Linked DNA regions of Mus musculus: regions 1, 2, 3, 5, 6 and 7 are each linked to region 4. A link is a contact called in public HiChIP or PLAC-seq and promoter capture Hi-C data. All regions are on one chromosome and are shown on one strand. Each heading gives the region's core, a stretch centred on a gene start, on an enhancer-like site or on the middle of the called end of the contact. The rest is flanking DNA. Distances are from core to core; before and after follow the strand shown.

The links. Promoter capture Hi-C pulls out the DNA fragments that hold promoters and counts their contacts. HiChIP or PLAC-seq counts read pairs in DNA pulled down with a chosen protein or histone mark.
Region 1: a contact with region 4 is called in a promoter capture Hi-C map of pre-B cells, with 9 times the contacts expected there. The contact joins the promoter of Iars2 here to the promoter of Taf1a in region 4. A contact is called at or near these places in 2 of 39 promoter capture datasets (cranial neural crest and pre-B cells) and 3 of 115 datasets of contacts at active chromatin or transcription factors (embryonic forebrain, embryonic stem cells and large pre-B cells).
Region 2: a promoter capture Hi-C map of liver shows a contact between it and region 4, with 2.9 times the contacts expected there. The contact joins the promoter of Lbr here to the promoter of Taf1a in region 4.
Region 3: a contact with region 4 is called in a promoter capture Hi-C map of hippocampal neurons, with 7 times the contacts expected there. The contact joins the promoter of Mark1 here to the promoter of Taf1a in region 4. A contact is called at or near these places in 1 of 39 promoter capture datasets (hippocampal neurons) and 2 of 115 datasets of contacts at active chromatin or transcription factors (embryonic stem cells and forebrain).
Region 5: a promoter capture Hi-C map of embryonic stem cells shows a contact between it and region 4, with 50 times the contacts expected there. The contact joins the promoter of Rab3gap2 here to the promoter of Taf1a in region 4. A contact is called at or near these places in 7 of 39 promoter capture datasets (the 3T3-L1 cell line, 3T3-L1-derived adipocytes, the C10 cell line and 4 more), 1 of 484 Hi-C or Micro-C datasets (CD4 T cells) and 6 of 115 datasets of contacts at active chromatin or transcription factors (astrocytes, embryonic forebrain, embryonic stem cells and 3 more).
Region 6: a contact with region 4 is called in a promoter capture Hi-C map of embryonic stem cells, with 29 times the contacts expected there. The contact joins the promoter of C130074G19Rik here to the promoter of Taf1a in region 4. A contact is called at or near these places in 3 of 39 promoter capture datasets (embryonic stem cells, hippocampal neurons and liver) and 3 of 115 datasets of contacts at active chromatin or transcription factors (cardiomyocytes, embryonic forebrain and pancreatic cancer cells).
Region 7: an H3K27ac HiChIP or PLAC-seq map of extraembryonic endoderm stem cells shows a contact between it and region 4, with 7 times the contacts expected there. The contact joins the promoter of Eprs here to the promoter of Taf1a in region 4. A contact is called at or near these places in 1 of 39 promoter capture datasets (liver), 3 of 115 datasets of contacts at active chromatin or transcription factors (extraembryonic endoderm stem cells, pancreatic cancer cells and pro-B cells) and 1 of 9 other capture datasets (liver).

Annotation. Positions count from the first base shown.
Region 1 is chr1:185,327,830-185,330,785 of GRCm38.p6, forward strand. Iars2 (isoleucine-tRNA synthetase 2, mitochondrial) reads right to left here and starts at 1,572. Exons shown (of 23, transcript NM_198653.3): 1 at 1,192-1,572. The coding sequence starts at 1,458. It also overlaps a transcript of Bpnt1 not described here.
Region 2 is chr1:181,840,878-181,843,757 of GRCm38.p6, forward strand. Lbr (lamin B receptor) reads right to left here and starts at 1,524. Exons shown (of 14, transcript NM_133815.2): 1 at 1,411-1,524.
Region 3 is chr1:184,997,929-185,001,012 of GRCm38.p6, forward strand. It overlaps Mark1 (MAP/microtubule affinity regulating kinase 1), which reads right to left and starts at 1,621. Exons shown (of 18, transcript NM_145515.2): 1 at 1,494-1,621. The coding sequence starts at 1,544. Gm39728 (a long non-coding RNA gene) reads left to right here and starts at 1,638. Exons shown (of 5, transcript XR_865821.3): 1 at 1,638-1,825.
Region 4 is chr1:183,387,508-183,390,581 of GRCm38.p6, forward strand. Taf1a (TATA-box binding protein associated factor, RNA polymerase I, A) reads left to right here and starts at 1,478. Exons shown (of 11, transcript NM_001277959.1): 1 at 1,478-1,651.
Region 5 is chr1:185,202,400-185,205,494 of GRCm38.p6, forward strand. It overlaps Rab3gap2 (RAB3 GTPase activating protein subunit 2), which reads left to right and starts at 1,769. Exons shown (of 35, transcript NM_001163754.1): 1 at 1,769-1,954. The coding sequence starts at 1,843.
Region 6 is chr1:184,881,442-184,884,318 of GRCm38.p6, forward strand. C130074G19Rik (RIKEN cDNA C130074G19 gene) reads right to left here and starts at 1,595. Exons shown (of 2, transcript NM_178692.3): 1 at 1,245-1,595. The coding sequence starts at 1,550. Gm34602 (a long non-coding RNA gene) reads left to right here. Exons shown (of 4, transcript XR_003948516.1): 4 at 465-840. It also overlaps the pseudogene Gm17905.
Region 7 is chr1:185,361,405-185,364,444 of GRCm38.p6, forward strand. It overlaps Eprs (glutamyl-prolyl-tRNA synthetase), which reads left to right and starts at 1,640. Exons shown (of 32, transcript NM_029735.2): 1 at 1,640-1,839. The coding sequence starts at 1,794.

The sequences.
Region 1 (2,956 bases), core at 322-2,821, 1.9 Mb after region 4:
TCCAATCCATTCAGCCCAGAAATAGAACCTGGAAAACTTTTTGGAATAAACTAGAATTCTCTTAACACTTTCAGTAGTCTTTATTTATTTATTCTTAAGATTTTCTTTATTTTATTTATATAAGTACACTGTAGCTGTCTTCAGACACACCAGAAGAGGGCATCAGATCCCATTACAGATGGTTGTGAGCCACCACGTGGTTGCTGGGATTTGAACTCAGGACCTCTGGAAGAGCAATCAGTGCTCTTAACCACTGAGCCATCTCTCCAGCCCTTCAGTAGTCTTCAAAAATCCCAACAATTCTTCAGACTAAAGTGTAAACGTTTATGTGGCATGGTGGCTCTAAATTCTTAGCAAGTCTCTCAGTATTCACTACCTCAATACAGACCTGCTGAAAAACCTGTCTATTCCCAGTCCACTCTGCCACCCAAAACACACTGGTAATTTATTCTTTCAATTCTTTGGCCTCAATAATTCCCTAAATCCAAAGAATATTCAGGCTAACGCTATTCACTTAAGCAGTATTCCTGATTATCAGAAATATCTTAAATACTCTAGTGTGCAGACACTAACGAATGAATCTCAGACGTTAGCAAATTCAGTATGACATAGGAGACAGATACCGACGACACAGGGGACCCAGAAAAGGGCCGCTACTTTGTCCTTCAAAGAAATCATGATTCCTGTGAAAAACCTAAACATGTGACTAAGGTGGGGTTCAACCTCCCTTCTTTGGTAATACTTTTATAATGTTTTAAGTTTAGTTTTAAGTTTCTCTTTGATTATTCGTGTGTGGTGCACGCGAGCGCGGGTGCCTGCAGACAGAGGTCAGGCATCGGATCTTCTGGAGTTGGAGTTACAGGTGGTTGTGAACTGCCAGACTTGTGTGCTGGAAACGGAACGCGGATCCTCCGCAAGGGTGGCAAGCGCTCTTAGGCGCCGAGCTACCTCTCCAGCCCACTCCTGAAGTTTCATTTACACATGCTCACGCTGGCTACTTTCTGACAAGTGACAAAGGGAAAAGTGTGCAAAGCCGACTCGCTGGGAGCGGAAATCGGAAGGTGCTCGGTGCGGCTCCGGGCTTCACTTTGGAACCCGGCCCGCTGGGCGCTCGCCGGGGAAGCCGCGCGGCCTGCAGGGTTCCCGCAGAGCTGGCCCGCCCCGCCCTGCTCGGGTGGCCGCGTCCGGTACCTGCTGGATCTCCAGCTCCATGTCGGACTGCTGGCGGCCCAGCAGCTTCATCGGGAAGCTGGTCTGCGGCAGCAGCACCGTGTCACGGTATCTGCCGCCTTTCGAGCTGCTCTGGGGGCTGTCCGCCCCGGCCACGGATCGTACCACGAGCCTCCTCGTCATCCCCAGACACCCTAGGCGGCTGGGCAAACGGGCTGGCCCCCAGAAGCTCCCAGCCGCGGCGACCGCCGCCGCCCCGGGCCCGCGAGGGCACAGCCCCCAGTGCATGGTGGACGAGCCGGGCGGAGCCCTCCGCACACGGCCCACGGCAGCCGCCCGGTACCTAAAGGTAGAGACCCTTGAAGAGCTCGGCGGCGAGGAACTGCGCACGCGCTCCGGGGCGGAAGGGGCGGGGCAAGAGCAAGGGCGGGGTTTTCCGGCTTGGAAGTCTGTATCTCTACAGGTCTTTCATGAGGTCTAGTAGGGGTAGAGAGAGGTGTTTACTATCACTCGGCTTTCCCCAATCAGATACATTTAATTAACTTGTCCAGGGTCATAAACAAAAGTAGCAAAGCTAAAGCCGTGCAGTGGTGGTGCAGGGGATTAGTCCCAGCACATGGTGGCAGAGCCAGTCGGGTCTCCAAGTTCGAGGCTAGCCTGGTCTACAGAATGAGCTCCGCAGGACAGCCAGGGCTACACGGGTTTACAACTGTAATTTTGCCATTTTTGTGCCACACTTTAACAAAAATGTATAGAAAGTGACTACAAACAAGATAAAGGAAGGGGGGAAAGGTAAGCACAGGCAATTCATAAAAAAAATATAGCCAATGAATGCAAAACTATGCTCACCTTTGGGAGTCAGGATGACACAGAGCCATCTAATAGATTAGAACAAGCATGAAGTTTGGTAGCAAGTATCGAGAGAGTGGAAACGTGGACTGCCAGAGGTAGTATACAGCCTGTTTTGCCTTCTCATTTCCGTGTGTGTGTGTGTGCATATTTGCATGTGTGGGCATGCATCTATGTGTGCATGTGGAAGTCCTAGGTTGATGGTGGGAATCATCTTCCATGCCTCTTTCACCTCATTCAAGGAGTTAGGGTCTCTCAGAAACAAAGAGCTGGCCCATATGGTTAGTCTTTCTAAGCAGCTGGCTCGGGGGATGCGGGCCTTCCCCCGCACCTGGAATTATACACGGTGTTTAAGCGTTTTTGTGAATTCTCCTGTTTGTACCACCATCTCCCCTGCTCTGTAGTAAATGACAGCATTTACAATACCGTTCTCTGAACTGTAGTTTCCCATTTGAGAACCTGACTGACAGCTGTCATCTCACAGCAGCATGAAGAAAACATTACCACCAAACTCTCCAGAACAACTAGCTGTATTCAATCAACTAGGCTGTTTTCTGGGAAACCCTATGAGAAGATATGTAGCTGGTCTGAGCTACTTTGTGGATTCTTTTCCCATGCTTTATTCTCCCAGTTTCATCCTCTACCTCTAGATAGGAGAAGAACAATGATAGAGGAGAGAAAAAGAGATACAGACCCCAATCTTATTTTCTCTGTGAGCACAACTATGCCACCCTGTCTCCACTCTTTAGCATTTATATACCATCTGAAAAGTTGATTTCAAATATCATACAATCACAGAAATTATCCACAGGTAGCAAAACCACGCCTCTGCTAGGGCAAGAGGCAAATCAGAGTCAGCAGCCGCTGTCATAGTTGGATGGTCTGAAGCAGCCCCATATCCCCGCATCTGGGATTCAAGCAAAAACATTTGTTTGTC
Region 2 (2,880 bases), core at 274-2,773, 1.5 Mb before region 4:
CTGCACTGTGTTCCAGGACAATAAAGGCTGTGCAGAGATCTTGTCTCAAAAAAACAAACAACAACAACAACACAAACCATGAACTGACACTGATGGTGATATTTTATATAGCATGTGGAGAACGACCTTGTCTTAGGAGACAAAAAAAAAAAAAAAAAAATGGGCTGCCAACAAGATATGAATGCCACTTTGCACAAGATCCACACAGTCAGTGGAAACTACATAACACATCCCAAAATATTGCCCAACAGGAGATAATTATACTGGATAGGACAAGGAGGCTCCAGACTCCCGTGTATTCTTATGCACCCAAGTAACGCATAAGAGACGCACACAGGCTTCCCTAAACAAACAGGTTGTTTGCAAAGAAAAGTCACTCGCTAAACTGTACCCTCAACCACATACCGCAGAAATTCAAGAATCCTCAGGCTTTTTTCCTGTCAACCCAGATTCTTGCTAACCCGAGGGTCATTTGGCACTGAACGCCTCACATATTATGGTACAATATAACACTATGTATCAGTGTGGCCGATTTCTTTCTACGATGCTCCGGTGCGTTACTAAGATCTTTAATCGTTTCCCCCCCTCTCCCAAATTCACTTAATGTGGCAGAAAGAAAAAGCTCAAATGGTGGCTCACAGCTACCCTTTAACACCTGAGCCGGCACAGGCCTGCTAGGCAAAACGCAAACAGGAAGGCGTTCGCAGGGTCTGTGCCCCTTCAGAGCCGTGCAGGAGAAAGCTGGCTGTCCTGGCAGAGTGGCCTTTTCCCTTAATACCCAAAAGCACGCTAATCTTAACAGTCCTTACTCACTCCCGCCCCAACTCCCCAGTCAACGCTCATCATCACCCTCTCTGTCCGTATTAGGTCCTCCATCCCGCGCTTCTCTGTAGCCCCATCTTCTAACCCTCAGAGCAGCTGCTACTTTGTAGCCCCAGATCTAGTCCTGCTCCTGCACCTGAGCCACGGCCCTAGCACACCAAGTGCGCTACACAGGGCGGGCGGGCGCAACGCCAGGCCAGCCCGCCATCGCCGAAGTGCCCCGGAGCAGGCCCTCCGCACCCCAGCGCGCACTGAGTGGCCCTCGAAGCTGCTGGAGGCGCGAGGTCCGCTGTCACCGCGCAGAAGCACTCAGGAGGCCCGGATAGGCGGGACGGCGCCCTGGCAGGAGCCAGAGGCGGTTAACCCCTCCTCCGAAGGCCGCCCGCTTTCCGAGGGCCGGGAAGCCGCGGCGAGCACAGCCCAGCCCGGCCCGGCCGGGGCACCCAACGCGCGCGTCCGAGACGGGGATCGGGGGTTGTCCGCCATCCGAAACCCGCGCTCGACTTCCGGCCCGCGCGGCCCCAGCCTCGCCGGCCGCCCCGGGGAACCCGCTCTCCACACGCGGCGGAGTCCCGCGCCGACGCTCACCTGGCCGCGCTCCGGCGGGAACTCCAGCCACTCCAGGACAGTCACCAGCAGCCAGCGGCGACTCCGCGCGCGACACAGCCGGCCGCGCTCTCGCGCCCCCGAGGTCCCGCCCCTAGCGAGGCTGCCCTGAGCTCCCCATTGGTCCCTCGACCTTTTGAATCATCGCCGGCGCTGGCGATTGGTCGAGGGCCAGTGGCGCGTCCAGCCCGCCCGCTCGTGAGCGTCCGGCGTCCCCACCCGGTTTATCTCCGCAGCCCAGGCACCAAGCCGCGCTTTGGCTCGCGCCCTCCTGCGGAGCGATCTAGGCCGGCGGTCTGGGAGGAGGGTGAAGCTCGCGCGACGCCAGGCAAAAGCGTCCGCTGCTGTCACCCGGCTCTCGGTCCGTGTGTAACCTCGGGAGCCAGCGGGCCGCGCGCTTAGTCCGGCCACGGCCGAAGCCCGCGGGCTTCGCGTCCCGCCTGGACCCGACCCCAGCAGGCCCAGGCCGGAGCCCCCAAACTCCCCCCCCCCCTTACACTTGCCACCACTGGTTGTTTCCTTCCTCTCGGGTTGAGAGTTCAAAGCAGTTCGTTAAAGCTCCCTACTTCGCCGTGCTGTTTTTAAAGGTATTTCCAACATCCCTTATTAAATACATCTGAGTGTCTTCCTGCCTCGGAAGCACTGTGGGTTCAGATGCAAGGCTGAAATAAGTCTTTTCATCCGCAGCGTGGCTTCAGGTGCACAGCGCTGTCACCTTCTCAGCTACAAACGAGTGAGTAAGTGCGTGCCTCGGAGCCCTTCCTAAGAAAGAGTGCTCACCACGATTTGATTTGTCATTGCCGTTGGGGTTGCCCTGGGTGGAAATCTAAACCACAGATGTGTGCATCAAGAAACCTCTAAACGTAAAGTTTGGCAAATCCCTTAAGCTTCAGCTCTTAAAGACGAATCCTACTCCGAGTCCTGCGGCAAATAACACAGGAAAACACCATGGGAAGGATGTCGTTTGAGATAAATTCTACTAATACCAAAGACATCCTTCACTCCTCAAACCCAGAGCCAAGGTTCCGTTGGGTTCCCTCCACAGGACATATAAGCATTTTCACTTACAAAATAAAAGACCAGAGGCGGGGAAACCTTGTAAACTTTGGTTTATAGTTTCTTCAAAAGGACCAGGCCAGTGAGGCTGGAGAGCCAGCTCAGATGATAAAGAACCCTGCCTTGAAAGAATAAGAACTTTGTGAGCACTTGAGACCCTCAGCACTAAAATTAAAACAAGAGGAAGGTGCTCTCAAAAGGCTGTAACTATAATGAAGGGGACAGAGGTAGCTGGGGACAAACAGATCTCCCTGGACTCAGTTGGTAACAGCTAGGATTTTGTGAGACACCCTGTCTCAAAGAGCAAGATGTTGCGCAGTTGGAGAAAGACAACTTACACTAACCTTTGGCCTTCATGTATACACTTGCACACACACACACACACACAAATAAGCC
Region 3 (3,084 bases), core at 371-2,870, 1.6 Mb after region 4:
CTACCGCCACCAAATTCTTTACCCTTTCCTCCAACCTCCTTTAGCCTTTCAGTGAAAATTATGCAGCCGTGTCATCTCTAAGACAACAGTCACGGTGCAAACTGAGCAACAAGGTACGACGGTGGTGACAGCCCTGGTGTCTTCATCATTTCAAGTGTAGGACACAGGAGAGGACAAAGCATTCCCATACAATTTCCTAGTTCTTCTAACAATGGTCTCTGTAGAATTGTGTTCTTATCCCTTCAAATAAATATAGTACATGCAAACCCTACTCTCTAGATAAAACACCCATGTTTGTGCCTCATTTGCCCCTTCGAAAAGCGAGCCTGCCTGTCTCTCCTCCCCTATCTTTTGTCTCAGAACACCAAAGCACTTGAGTATTTTTACTTTACAATCCCTATGAAGTCACTGGTACATTAAGCACTGGAGGACCGATGAGGGGCGTAGACACCCAGAGAGCTCTCTGGTCGGCCACGCAAAGCCTAGAACCCCCTAGTTCCTTAAAACTTGTCAGCAATCAGGCCAGACCCTCTGGAGCCTCCGGGCCCCTTGGCAGGTCGCGGAGAATTTTAAAAACAACAGTGACAGAAAGCCACCTTTCCTGCAAAGGAACCTGCACACACATATAAACACAATCGTCCGTCTCAGAAGATGAAATTACAATTGGCCTTTCTCTTGGTTTTGTTAGACTTCAAATACGGCGAGTGAACATCTCAATCTTGATTTAAAAACAAAAAAAAAAAAAAAAAAAAATTAAACCAAACCAAACTAAACAAAGAAGCTCCTGAGGGCAATTTGATCAGACACAGAAAAATCCTGCCTTCAAAGAAATGTGCCTTGTGACACTCTGAGGAGAAGTACTTAAAACCTGTCCCTGAGTCACGAACACTGGATTGAGGAAGAGAAGAAGACAGCTGGCTTCTTGGGGTTCTTAAATCTTTTCTTTCTCACCTTGGGGCTACAGAAGCTGTAAGTGAAATCTTCCACTCTTCACTGAGAGTATTGCAGTGACATAAAGTCACACACACACACACACCCCTCTACTTCACTGCCCTCTTTATCCCTAAGGTGCCCGTGCCCCCCCCCACCCCCCAATGTGGACCTGATGTTACAAAAAGCAAAGTCATGGGGCAATGCGGGGGTGGGGTGGGGTGTATGTTTGCAAAGGACTCAAAAAAATCCAGAAAAGCAAAGGGCTGAAAGATCCCAGGACAGCCGAGGTGTAAGAGGTTCGGCTGGCTCGTGGGCTGCAGCCAAGCAAGCATCCATTCACTCGAGTGGGGGGCTGGGGGCGCGACCAGAATGTTGGGGTGCTCACGAAGCCACTCTGGACGCCCACCCTCTGCCCTCCATCACCCTCCGCATCCCCTCAGGCAGGACCCCCTCCGAGCAGAGGGCCGCCCCGGGGCTCCCCGCGTAGGGACGGGAAGGACGGGGAAGGGGGTCAGGCCGGGCTCGCCCAGGTAGCCGCGCCGGAGGCTCGGGAGACTCACGTTCTCCGTGTCCCGCTCGTTCACCGTGGGCAATGGCGTCCGCGCCGACATCTTGCGCGGGCAGCGGGGTCGAGCGGGGGGTCCGGCGGGTCGCGGGCCGCGGAGGGCTTCGGCGAGGGCGGGCGCGCGCGAGCAGGCCGCGCCGGGGAGCGCGCGGCTCCCGCAGGCCGCGGGGCGGGAAGGCGGGCGAGGACGCGGGGACCGAGCCGCGGGGACGCCGGTCGGGCGCGGAGGGCCGCGGCGGGCTGAGTGGAGAGCGGGCGCCCCGGAGCTGCCTCAGCGCGGCGCCCGGCGAGCGCGGCCCTGACAGCGCCTCCCGCACGCCGCCTCAGGTGAGCGCCGCCGCCGCCGCCGCCGTCGCCGCCGCCGCTGCCGCATCCGCGCCGGGCCCCGCGGCCCCGAGCCCGCGCGCCGCTCCGCGCCGTCCCCGCCGCGATCAGCCGGAGCCCTCGGCGGCCGGAGCCGGTGCGCGCGGAGCGGCGGGCGCGGCACGGCACGCAGCGCCCCGAGGCTCTTGGCGGCCGCCGCCGGGTGGGCGGGCGCCAGCCGAGGGGCCTCTCCATTCATTCCCTCATTAGGGATGCGGGGCCGCCTCCGCCCGCCGGGCCGGATTTCATTAGTGACTCGCCCCACCCGCGGATCAGCCTGTCCCCTCAGAACCTCCGGCGGGCGTCCTGCGATTTGATGTTGATTCTTGTGTGGCTTTTAAACCGGCACTGGGGACACATGGGGTTCGTGCGAATAGAGAACGATCCCCCTCCTTCCTCCTTTTTTATGTATTTTTTTATTTGTTTCACTGGAGGGAGCATTGGGTACCATCCATCCTACTCTCCACTTGGCCCATCCTTAAATTCTCCTCTGGTTTAATTCCTGGTTTTCTTCGAGCCTTCCTTCAGCATCCTTCTGCCCTGAGGTGTTGTTCAGGGGCAGGCGTGGACAAAAGGCACAAAAGCCTCATGAAAGGAGCTGGCCCAGAAAGCATGTGGAAGAGGGCTCCCCGCACCCCACAGCATCCCTGGAGTGGGTGAGACTTGATGTCTACAGTGGCTGATCGTCACTTCCTGGGATACAAGGAAGTGTCACTTAGGCTACTTATTCAGAGAGAGTAAGAAGGCTGTCTCTGTGGTCTGTCTGGAACTCTTCCTTCCAAAAGGCTGCTTTGCCTTTCCCTCCACCTGCCACTCCAGGTCCTGGGCATATTTGTCCCCATGCAATGTTGTCATTCTTACTCTGATATTTTGCACACTTGGCCTCTAGGATAAAACTTTACCATCTCCCTATTCCTTTTCTTTCTTCAACCTCAAATGGGAATCTTGGGATGATGGGAAACTCCTCTTTCCCAAATGCATCCATTTGAGGAAGAATTCCTGTGCCAGATGGTTTTTATCCTGACTCATTAAAAGTTGTTTCTGAAAACTTAACACTTGACCCTTAAAACATGGGCCAGAAGAACCTAAAAATAGCAAACCCATATCTTGAGGGAATACACACACACACACACACACACACACACACACACACACACACACCGTATGTAGTCGCTTCTAGAACACGAGCTGCATATTTATTTCTCAAGCATCTTATGTTGTAA
Region 4 (3,074 bases), core at 228-2,727:
TTCTAGGAGTGGCCAGAGCATTGTGTACCTCTATTTTTCTAAACCAGTGAAGCTAGTTCTGCTAACAATGAATCTATTTTGCCAATTTCAGGGCTTCTGTGACCTTTTACATTCTGCCAGGATCTTTCAACATCACAACATCCTCCCACCCCTTTTTTGAGACAGGGTTTCTCTGTGTAGCCCTGGCTGTCCTGGAACTCCCTCTGTGGACCAGGCTGGCCTCGAACTCAGAAATCTGCCTGCCTCCCTCCCTCCTGAGTGTTGGGATTAAAGGCACGCACCACTACTGCTAGTATTTTCCCCCATTTTTATGAGCATGACCAAAATCAGCTGAGTCATTTTGATAAATCAAGATTCCAGATGACAAGCTAATCATTATCTTGGTGTGTGTGTGTGTGACTGCCCCTCCTTTGTCACATAGTTTAGCTTTGCCTGTAGTTAGGAGTATAGGTTTAAAGGCCCAGGCATAGAGGCACATGCCTTTAATCCCAGCACTTGGAAGCCAGACTGATTTCTGGGTTGAGGCCATCCTGGTCTACAGACTAAGTTCTAGGACAGCTAGGGCAATGCTGAAACATGGTCTTAGAAACAAAAATAAAACAAAACAAAAACTCAGCAACAAAAAGAAACAGTAAGGGCAAAGACACAAAGAACTGTATAAATAACTTTTCTCTAGTGCCTATGAGCACTGCATACTGTTTACATAGAAAACACGGAATAAAATACCCATCGCATTAAAAAAAAAAAAACAACTCTTCATACAAAGTCTTTTTATAGACCCTTAGGTTTCTATGATACTCGGATTCTGTTCTCGAGCAGTAAATTCAAAGTTCCAGAGGAGTCCATGCCATCACTTATGCAGCCTTCAGTACGTTCTTTTTTATTTTAGTTCCAATAACTTTAAAGTTGTCTTCCTGTAGCTTTTACTCATTAATGCGTGTTTTCACCACTGGTGCCAGTCTGTTCATTTAACGGATCAGCCCTTGAAAATACATCTGCCATTCTCCATGGTCCTTTTCAAAGGCTTAACAATTCCACTATCTACCTCCAGAATTAACACATGGCTGTGAATGTCTCTCATGAAAGTGGGATCCAGACCCATCCCTACAACAATCCACGTTGAAAAGGAAAAAGATTCTTGCTCAAACTGTGAGGCAGGAAGTCACTTAAATCAGATGCTAGCAGCAACTGGGATCGGCTATGCGTTCCCTTGTCACACTCGACTTTGCGATGGAAATCTTCCAATTTCGTTAAGGCTCAGGCTAAATTGTCAATCTGGGCCAAACCAATGGGGAGGCGGAAGTCAACATCCACTTCCGGGCCTCGTCCGGAAGCCTCTTCAGAGCTGGATAGGCTCTGCATCTTTCCCACAGGTAACGCTCCTGTGGGGGCGTGGCCACGCATGCGCACTACCTGAATGCCCACCAGGCTGGTTCTGCGCAAGCTCCCAGGAAGCGCTCGTTAACTGCTTCCGGACAGGGTTTTCCGGGGCGGCGAACAACGTGGAGTCGGGCGACTCTGGAGCTTGGATTTAGCGGCTCGCGGGCTCCGTACGCCTTGCGCTTTCAGTGAAACAGGAAAAGGTGTGTGAGCCTCCTGCTTGTTCCTTCTGCGGTTTCCTCTTGACTTTGTGCTCCTGGGCTCTGAGACCGTAAGTTACAGAGATCGTGAACTTTTGGTTACCGTGGCAACAGCCACCACGCCAACCTTCCCCAGGCCAGTTTGAGTCTTTGAGGGCCAAGGAAGGATTTGCGTTGTCTCCTTACCGTGTGTGGTAAGGTCGATTTCTAATTCAGGTGCTATTTCAAACTTTTTCGCGGAACGGCTGAGATTGATTTTTTTTAAAGGCCTAATCTGGATTTAAGGCGGAGAAACAAAATTTGAGGCTGGCCAACTCTTTGGGAGATGGGTCAGCAGGTAGTGGCAATTACTGTCAAGCCGGGTGAGTTCGATCCCCGGATCTACACAGTTGAAGGACCCCTCTAGATGATTCTCTGACCTCCACGCGTGCGCCGTGGCTTCTTCCGACAATAAACAAAGTGTAATATTAAAAAAAGAAATCGTACCGGGCGGTGGTTGCGCACGCCTTTAATCCCAGTACTTGGGAGGCAGAGGCAGGCGGATTCCTGAGTTCGAGGCCAGCCTGTCTACAGAGTGAGTTCCAGGACAGCCAGGGCTACACAGAGAAACCCTGTCTCGGAAAAAAACAAAACAAAACACCCCCAAAAAGAAAAGAAAGAAATCGTTTGTCAGCAGGCTTCAGGTTCGATCTCTAGCACCGCAGAAAACAAAGAAAGCAACGCCAGTTGATAAGGGTGAGGGTACCGAACTAGGGTGATGCTGTGGGATTGCAGAAGGGAGGGACGCGTTCAGTGGAATTCGTAGCTTCAGTATTTGATGGATACGCAGAACAAGGGTCTTGAGCATTTTGACATTTAAATCCATGTCCAGTGGCATGTAGCTGCTTTTGTCGAGTCATTTCTTTGCCATGGGCCGCTGCCGACCCCCTTACGTTTTTTGTCATACCGGCTCGTCTGTGTGCTTTGTGTTTCCCAGACTTTTGTCTTCACCGTTTCTCAGTCCTAACTTGGAAGGAAATACGGTTGCTGCTATGATTATCTTAGATAACTTATGGGCTATTTATGTGGTTAAGTTCCGAATACATACTAGCAACTGCTGCTACTGTACGTGCGTGTTATATATTCTTTTTTTTTTTTTAAGATTTATTTATTTATTATATGTAAGTACACTGTAGCTGTCTTCAGACACTCCAGAAGAGGGCGTCAGATCTTGTTACAGATGGTTGTGAGCCACCATGTGGTTGCTGGGATTTGAACTCCGGACCTTCGGAAGAGCAGTCGGGTGCTCTTACCCACTGAGCCATCTCACCAGCCCCGTGTGTTATATATTCTTAAGCTTCTTTCTGTAGCTCGAGTTTTTTACTTTGCAATTAAGGATGTTTCGTTTCTGTATGTACTTGATACATAGCTGTACTGTATTTTTTTAAAAACGATTTTTATTTTACTTTTATCTTCTGTGTATGAGTGTTTGCCACATTTATGCACACTGCTGTG
Region 5 (3,095 bases), core at 519-3,018, 1.8 Mb after region 4:
CTATTGGATGGATCACAGAGCCTCCAATGGAGGAGCTAGAGAAAGTAACCAAGGAGCTAAAGGGATCCGCAACCCTATAGGTGGAACAACAATATGAACTAACCAGTATCCTGGAGCTCTTGTCTCTAGCTGCATATATATCAGAAGATGGCCTGGTCGGCCATCAGTGGAAAGAGAGGCCCATTGATCATGCAAACTTTATATGCCCCAGTACAGAGGAACGCCAGGGCCAAGAAGTGGGAGTGGGAGGGTGGGGGAGTGGGTGGGGGAGCGTGTGGGGGACTTTTGGGATAGCATTGGAAATGTAAATGAAATAAATACCTAATTTAAAAAAAAAGAAAAAAAAGAAAGTAAGCTAAATGGGTTTCAAGAGCTTCATCAGAGACAGAGCAATTTTTTTTTTCATTTACAAAATTAGGATAACACATTCTTTTGAAGTCAGCCATGGTACAGTACACACATATAATCCCAGTGCTTGGACATTGAGGGGAATTGAAGGTTTGAGGCTAACCTGGACTACATGGCTAGACCTTATCTCAAACAATCAAAGAAACAAGACTCCTTGAAGATATTTATGACAGTCTAACTGGGCAAGATATGGAAATGTACTTTCAAATCCAAGTAAAAGACTCAGGTTGGTCTTTAATTTATGTGTATATACTTCAGTAAGTATTTATCAAGGACTCAACTGGGTGCCAGATCCCATGCTAGAGACCAGGTATTTAAGGGGTTAAACGGATCCCCAGTCCTCCAGGAGTCTATAAGGATGGTGCTTTCCTTATCCAAAACCCAAAGGAAAAGTACAGGGTCAGTCTCCCCAGCTCTGTTCTGCCGTGCTGTTTTGTTGTTCTTTCCCGCCTAGCATTCTCTCAGTTTTAGTTAGCTGAGTAAGTAATTGCTTCACTTGGCCTGTGTTAGTCACTAGCTTTTTAGTTCCGTAGGAATGTGTCCCTTTCTGTTCCGAAGCTCTGTGCCTAGAGTGTGGCTGGCACGGAAAACACTAACAAATACTTGTTGGGCGGTTAGATGAACAAACGGATGAAAAGGCAAACGGACGATTACAGAGCACCATTCAATACTGCGCTGGTCCTGTTACTACATCGGGCTTTCACAGAACCGTGGCAACTTATAGATAGGAGTATTTATTTAATACGAGCCCTTAAGGAGCTGCTTTCCATCGCTTTGTTACTTGAGACACTGTTTTTGCATTGTAGCCCAGGATAGTGGCTTCAACAGCCAGAAATTCACCTGCCTCAGACTGAGGTAGGAAGGATTACAGGCATAGGCGCCGCAGACTCTTTTGGGAGTTGGGGTATAGGTGCTGAGGATAGCCTTCCACATTAAAAAAAAAAAAAACAAAAGCACAAACAAAATTACGAAGTTCTCAGGCACCTGCCCACACTCAGCTTAAACCGCCTGATCTGCGAACGATCTAGGTCGTGTCCGTAGAAGCACACCAACAAGATTGTTTGGGTGACTCAATGGCCCCCGCAAAGTTCAATTAGATCACCTTTGGAGGAAGGCCAGAATGACGGGACAAGCTCGCCCAAGAAAGAATGCGGCCAGGCTCCACGTCTAACTCTCCGCCACAAGACCGCGAGTCACGTGTCCGAAGCTGCACCCTCCCTCGGCTCCCGCTCGGCCCGCGCACGCGCAGCTTCGGGGCGTCCCGCGCATGCGTAGCACCCTCCCCTCGCGAGGAGTGCTGACAGCTTCCGGTCTGGCGTCCCCGCCCCCCCAGGGTAGCTGAAGCTTTCGGGGCTCCGTGCTGTCAGCCTTCGGGTGGAGTGGCCCGGGCGTGGCTAGGGACCACGAGCCCCGCGAGGCGGGGTCCCTGCAGCCATGGCCTGCTCCATCGTCCAGTTCTGCTCCTTCCAGGACCTGCAGTCCGCGCGCGACTTCCTATTCCCTCACCTGCGGGAGGAGACCCCCGGCGCCCTGAAGAGGGACCCGAGTAAGTGTCCCGGCGACCGGGACGCGGCTGCAAGCCTCCCTTCCCTCGGCGTCCCGTCTCTCTCAGCCTCAGCCTTTTGCGTCTCCTGTCCTGTCGCCTGTCTGTCACCGCTCCCCACCCCCTCCTTCCCAGTCCCAGCTCCACGTCTTCTCCCTATGCACACCACCTGCTCAGAGATAGCATCCTCCGTCCCAGTCCCTGCCTAATGTCAGCCCTCCACCCTGTGCTTGTTCCAACTCCCATCCTTCTCCATTTCTGGCACTGTATGTAGCCTTTGCTCTGCCCCTTCAAGAGGTGCTTAGCATCCCCACCCTCTTCCATCTCTTTTCTGTCATTCAGATTTACGGAATAAATGGCCGATTGGCAAGTGAAGGGTTTTTAAGGTGGTGAGTAAACTGCCAAGTAAGAAAAGTAACCTCTTAGGAAGTGAGGAGAATCCAGGGTAGGAACTAAAATTACAGCCACATGGTCGAGAAAAGTTAATTGGCGTCTATTGAGGTGAGAAACAGCGCCTGTTATTACCATCAAACAACGTTAACAAGCCCTACTTCATGAATATAAATCCCAAAGCTGCTTACTAAATGCTGCGTATTACCTGAGGATTTTATTATATGCTCCTTTATTTCTCCTTTTGAAAGAGGGTATCTTACTCTGCTTTCTTTATTTTTAATATGAAAATCACTTTGCTCTGTAGACCCAGTAATAATTTTTAAAAAACCACTCTCCTTTTCACTATTTAGAAGCTATCCCAGGGCACTAGGGAGATTCTGCTTCCTAGTAGGGTCTGTCTGAAAAGTAATGTTTGAAAATATCAAATATGGGAGGAACTAGGGATGAATAGTTTGTACCAGTCATTGCTGCTCCCTACCACTTAAGTTTGGTAGTTTCCGTCTGGTAGCACTATGATTCACTGGTAATGTCACGTGTGAGTGAGGGTGCTCTAACATGATAGATGGCTTGACAGGCGCGTGTGTTGAGAGAGAAAGAAGGCCATATCTGAAATGCTTGTGGAGACGTCCAACACTTGGTATGGCAGCTGGAGTCAAGGTGATAATTAGTTAAGGGTGAAGTGTGGTTTCAGTCTATAGAATGCTAACTGTTGTGTCGTGGACTCGCTACTGACGAGAACCTTAGGAAGAGA
Region 6 (2,877 bases), core at 345-2,844, 1.5 Mb after region 4:
CTTAGAATAGCCATCCTAACGAGCGGAGTCTAGTACCTCAGTTTCAGCCAGGATGAGCTCTTGTTAATAGGATCTTGTCATACAGCCCAGGCTGGCCTTGTATTATCAACCATCCTGTCCCTTCCTCCAGAGTATCTGGGATTACAGCTGTGGGTTTCCTAGCTTTTACTTCATATTGAAGCCTTGGCTTCTTTCCTGCCCAGTGTCCATGTCAGGGCGATTTGAAAGCGTCGCTGTCTTAATTTGCCTCGCCCAGATAAGTAATCGCTAATACACTGCTAAGAAGTGAGGGACCAGGGTGCCCCAGCTCTGCCACCTCTCCCTGGGGGTGGGGGTGGCTATCTCCCCTCCCACTATTTGTACCTCTAGTGTATGCACAATGCCTGGCACAGAGTGGTCACCCCCAAAACATCTCTAAATGCCAGCTACCAACTAAGAAACCTGTGTCCTCTATTCACTTTCAGATGGCTTCCTTACTCCCAAAAGCCCTACTTCACTTCAACAACGCATGTTATCATTGCCTGCTTGTGAGGAAGCTCCGGTCATATCATTCAGAATGATAAACTAAACTCCTGGCAAGGGACCGAATGTCTCGGGTATGATGAAGGTCACCCACTGAAGACTACCTGGACAATAATTCCGAGAGTTCAGAGGACTTTGGTCAGAACAAACACAAGCAATGAGTTTTGTGATTCCCCTCCACTCCAACTCCCTCCCTAGCCCTGTCTAGGTCAGAGCACCTAGAAACCATAATCATGTGCCCTGAAAACGAAACTCATTCGGTTCCCCATCCATCCTTCCTTTGGCTCTCCCACCAAAGTAAAAAGGCAGGCCGAAGAACATCTGAAGTCCCGGGGTGCAGAGATTGTTGATCAGAGAAGGGGGAGGGGTAACAGGTTCTAGGTATGTACTGGCTGAGTTAGCAGGCCCCGCGCGGGTTAACCCCGGGGTCTAGGACTGAATCACCTAATATTCTCCTGTGGCGGGGTGCCCCAGAGAGAGTGCGGGAAATAGGTGGACCTAGACTGCAACTTCGCAGCTGGGTCCGGGGCTCAAGTCAACTAACCTCACCATGGCTTCAGCATTACCATCAGCTCCAACTGGGAGCAAGGGTCCTGCCCGCGCGCTCAGCTACACACCCTCCTAGTGATGGTCCCGGAGGCCAGCGGGGATGCGGGCACAACTCCACCCAGCGCGACTCCCGGTTCTGTCTGGATCAGGGCGGCCGGGCCGTGGGGACCTACCTTGCCGTACTTCTTCAGTTTTCGCCGGTACCTCTTCTTGGGCTTGTCGCCTGGCGCGGGCTCCTCCAGGGAGTCGTAGCGCTCAGGCAGCGCAGCCAGGTGCACCCTGCGTGCGCTCGGAGTCCCCGCGCGCCGCCCGCCCTCTTCGCGCTCACAGTCCGGGCTCGCCGGGTCCTCGTCCTCGCCCTCCAGGTGCTCCACGATGGCATCTGTCTCCTCGTCACCGGCGCGGCGCGATCGCCCCAGGGGCCTTCGGCCCACTAAGCTGCTCGCCGCCTTGCTTCGGAGCCGGGCGCCCACCGTCATGATGCCGCCGAGCTCTGGAGAAGGGCCCAGGCTATGAGGCAACCTTTGCTCCACGCTCCGCCCGGCTCCTGCCCCTGCGGACCGCCCCGGCCCTGTGCGCTCCGGGAACCAGAGGTCGCAGCACACCCATGCGGTGGGGTCCAGGATTACGGGGGCAGACGTAAAAGGCTTTCCGGAGAACCCTGCAGCAGAAACCATTGCTCAGGGTAGGCAAGTTCAGCTGTACTGGGAACAGACTCCAAACAACAGACCTACTACGGGTGCGGGCATTTAAAACTAGCAGGGTGTGGTGGCACACACCTTTAATCCCTGCGTTTAATCCCAGGCTGAGGCTGGTGGATCTCTGAGTTCAAGGCTCACTTTGGTTCACAGAGCAAGTTCCAGGATAGCCAAGGCTACAAAATAACAAACAAACAAATGGTAGAGATGGTATTGGTGAAGATTCCTCAGTGCTGGTGTGGACATGTTGACAGGGTCATGAAAATATTATATTCAGACCTGGGGATGTAGCTCAGTTGGGAGAATGCTACCTAGGCATGCCCGAAAGTCCGGACTCCATCCCCAGTGTCACAGAAGCCCCATCAAGGTGGCACATGCTCCGAACCTAGGAAGTGGAGGCAGAAGGATTAGGGGTTCAAGTTGACCACAGCGAGTCTGAGGTCCAGCCTGGGCTACATGATGCTCTGAATCAAACACAAGCAAGAAGCGCAGGGTAAGAAAACGTTAAAAATGTCTTCCCAACATTCACATGCCTGATGATCAGCATTTCTGTCTCCCATCAAAACATTCCATACATACTTACAACTAAGTAAAGGGTGGAGTCCGTCCTTGGAAGCTGAGCAGGCGTTTAGACAACGTGTGTTCTTGGCAGTGGAACCTGAACAACAGCCATCAAGCCCAGTGTGTGTATGTGTGTGTGTGGGGGGGTCTCACTCCACATTATAGGAAGGAGAGATGAGATCGGTTTTTATAGAAATCAAGTAAGTGGTTTCTTTGTGGCTTCCAAATCAAATCTTCTTACATTAAATTGCTTCCTGAACATTTTAGAGACATGACGTTTTTTAGAGATTCATTTTTTTAAACTATGTTTAATTATGTGTAAGTATGTACAGAGTCTCTGGCCTGGAGCTATAGTTACAGACAGGTGATGTGGTTGCTAGAAATCTATCTCTGGTCCTCTGAAGGAACAGTGTATGCTCTTAGCCACTGAGCCATCTCTCCAGCCAGTTTCCAACTGTTTAGACATTTTCTTCCTCCATGGCCTGAGATCTCCACTAGCCTCCTGCTCAGTCATCAGAAAGCAGTTCTTCACACAGTTCATGAATGT
Region 7 (3,040 bases), core at 390-2,889, 2.0 Mb after region 4:
TTTTGTAAATAGAGTTCTTTAGTTATTTCAGGTCAATCCTTGTGATAGATAGGTAGATATAGAGATTCTGCCTCAGACGATCAAACCAACAAATAAGTATAGTAATGGTTAAAAGACAAGAACTTCAAGAAAGACTTCAGGACTCAGTGTTTAGTATCTTAAGAGTAGAACACTTGCAGAGCCTTGGCTAGATTGCTCAGATGCAAAACCAAAAGCACACTGCTGCCCTAATATTTGTCCTGTTTCCGGGTGTATAAGTAGGCATCTTTCAGGGGGGTTTCTAATCCAAATTCTCTGTGATGCATGTGTTTGCCCAGGGCATTTTCCAAAAGTTCAAGTTCAAGGTGCAGGCGAGATTTCAGAAGCAGTACATATTTACCCTTACCTTCCAATAGCCTCAGGAATGTGCCAATGTTTTCATGTAACTATAGGGTAGCTATTTCTTTGGGTCCCTGCCTCTGAACCAGCATTTATACACAGCCATTTTGCAGCCGGCAAGGTACTTCTATTACAAAGGAATGAAAGAAGGCACCAGCCAGTGCACTTAATGCCATTTTGTTTCTTCTCTGACTCAATCCCCTACCCCCAGTCATACTCTTCTCTAATTACCTTGGATTCCAGAAATGACAAGACAAGTCTATCATGAAGACCTCCTCAGAGGCAGCCACTATGATTCAAAGTTGGAGTTTACTATGTGATTTTTTTTTTTTTTAAAGCATGGGAGTTGACAGGTGCTCCAAAGAGGACGCATACCACAGTCACACTTCATGGTCTTAGCAAGAACACTGAAGTTATTATTTTTAAAGGTTATTAAGGAATTTGGTCATGGGCTGTTCCTGAATTGTTCTTTTGTTTCCACTGTGAACACAAGTTAACTGTTGTGAGGTTCGCAGACCATCCTTAAGCTCACATACGCGTAGGCCTCCAGCCTGAATTATTATTATTGGTTTTTTGAGACAGGGTTTCTCTGTATAGCCTGAATTATTATTAACCCTCTCATTTGAAGATGCTTCTCTCTAAAACAGACAAACAAAACCCCCAAACATTGTCAATATTGGCAGGCTTCACTACAGATAGTAACATCTGGAAATCTTGATTCTCAGGGCCAGGAGGCCCAGCAAGCAGGTCCTTTTTCTCTTTGTCCCCATAGTTTTCTGTATTTCTAGCTTGCCTCCTAGATGCTGGGACGTGCACCACACCAAACAATCCTGAAAATATTTCCTTTTAGAGAAGACTGAAGGGAAGCTCCCTTATACCCAGTGTAGCTCGTCGACTTTGTGCATGGATGTGCCACTGCCCCAGAATGGACTAGTCTATCGTCCGCCTGCTTCCCTCACTTTCCGATGGGTCTTAACGGCTGTTCCTTTTCCACAACGGAGTGGCACCTCACGGGTGCCCAGTCCTGCTGCCAAGAGGCAACTGGAGCGTGCGGTTAAGGTGGAGGCGACGCACGGCGATTACGTTCAATAGCGTTCGCCAGACGTCAGTATCCGCGGGCCGGGGACGGGAGAGAGGCTGAAATGTCGTGGGCGCGCAGCGATGACGCACAGAGTAGCCTGCCTTGACCTCTCTGCAGTCGTGGCGCGTGGAGTGGGGCGGAGCGAAGGCTGCCTTGGCGGGCGCATATTTATGACGTGTCGTAGCGTGCGCACCGACTCCGGCGGTGGCGGCCCGTGGGGAGGAGTCAGGGCTGCGGTGCCTTCGGTCGCGCGCACACGTTGCATCTCCTTGCTTCCACCTGAACCCTCGCCGCCAGGAAGGCAGCCCGACGAGTAGACCGCAGCTCCTGGGAGATGGCGGCGCTGTGCCTCACGGTGAACGCCGGAAACCCTCCGCTGGGTAAGGGCGCCGCCGACCCGCGCGGGTTGCATCAGCGCGTGGGTGCGGGGCTGGTGCCGCGGCGGTCACGCCGAACGAGCCTCCCGCCCCGGGACGGACGGGCCTGTTCTGCTCTGCGGGGAACCCAGCCCCGCGTGGCCCCGGCCTCTGTCCGCTCGGGGCGCCGTCTCCCGAGGCCCGCTGTCCCGGGAGTGGGGGGACAGGACCAGAGCCCCGCGGGGAGACACGAGACTATGGCTGCGACTCTGCCAGGGTCCCAAGTGGCTTTTGAAGTGGAATTAAAACCCCAACTGTCTGTCCGGCCCGTCCTTTTAATGCGATCTAGGAACCTCCCGCCCCTTCCCCACCTCTCAGGAGATCTGAATTCACTTGCCCCACTTTCCCTTCGGTTGTCGAGTTAAAGGGAGCAAGGTAGACTTTTCTGTCAGCACTTGGAATTTTTACTGAGGCTGCGTTGGCTTGTGGTCGAAGGCTGTAATTACGGAAAGCCGTAGGAACGCTGCGGACTAATGCTACTGGCTGTTTTACTACACACCCCGTGGACGTAGTCCAGGCTCGAGTAAACGTCATCCTACGTTCCATTCGAAATTGATTTTTCAAAGTGGCTAACGCTATTGCTAGCTAGTTTAAAATTTCTGTCTTTTCATTACTTTGGGAAACAACCCAAAAATTTTATCATGTAGACTTGGAAGTACTTTTTCTAATACTCAAAAAGTCAGCCCCTTGAATACAATTGGCCATGTGGGGCTGATGAAATTTCTTGCAACCTCAACTTTGACAGCAGTCTGCGCCTATTGGAGTGAAAAGACATTTATTTATGTATTAATGCGCTGGGAAACAGCTCAGGGAGCTTTGCATTGTAGGCAAGCACTTGACTGTTGAGCCACACTCACCAGCCCTAAAAATAGACTGTAGCAATCGCTTGAAATGTTCTAAAATGATAACATTTTAGCATGTTAGTTCCAGTCTCTGTATGCTAACCTCACAACAAATCCATGAGCCCTGAAAGAAGTAGATGTGATTCTTGGTTTGAAACGGCACTAGGTAGATGATGCTGACCTCGTGGCTAATCCTGGAGGCCTGAGTTCTGCCCGCTGCGGAGTGCAGTTGAGATTCCTTGATTTGTTCTGTAAGGAAGAAGGAAACCTTTCCAGCGCTGGTTGCCAGAATTTAGTGAGACTACAGGAAGAGTTTTTTCACA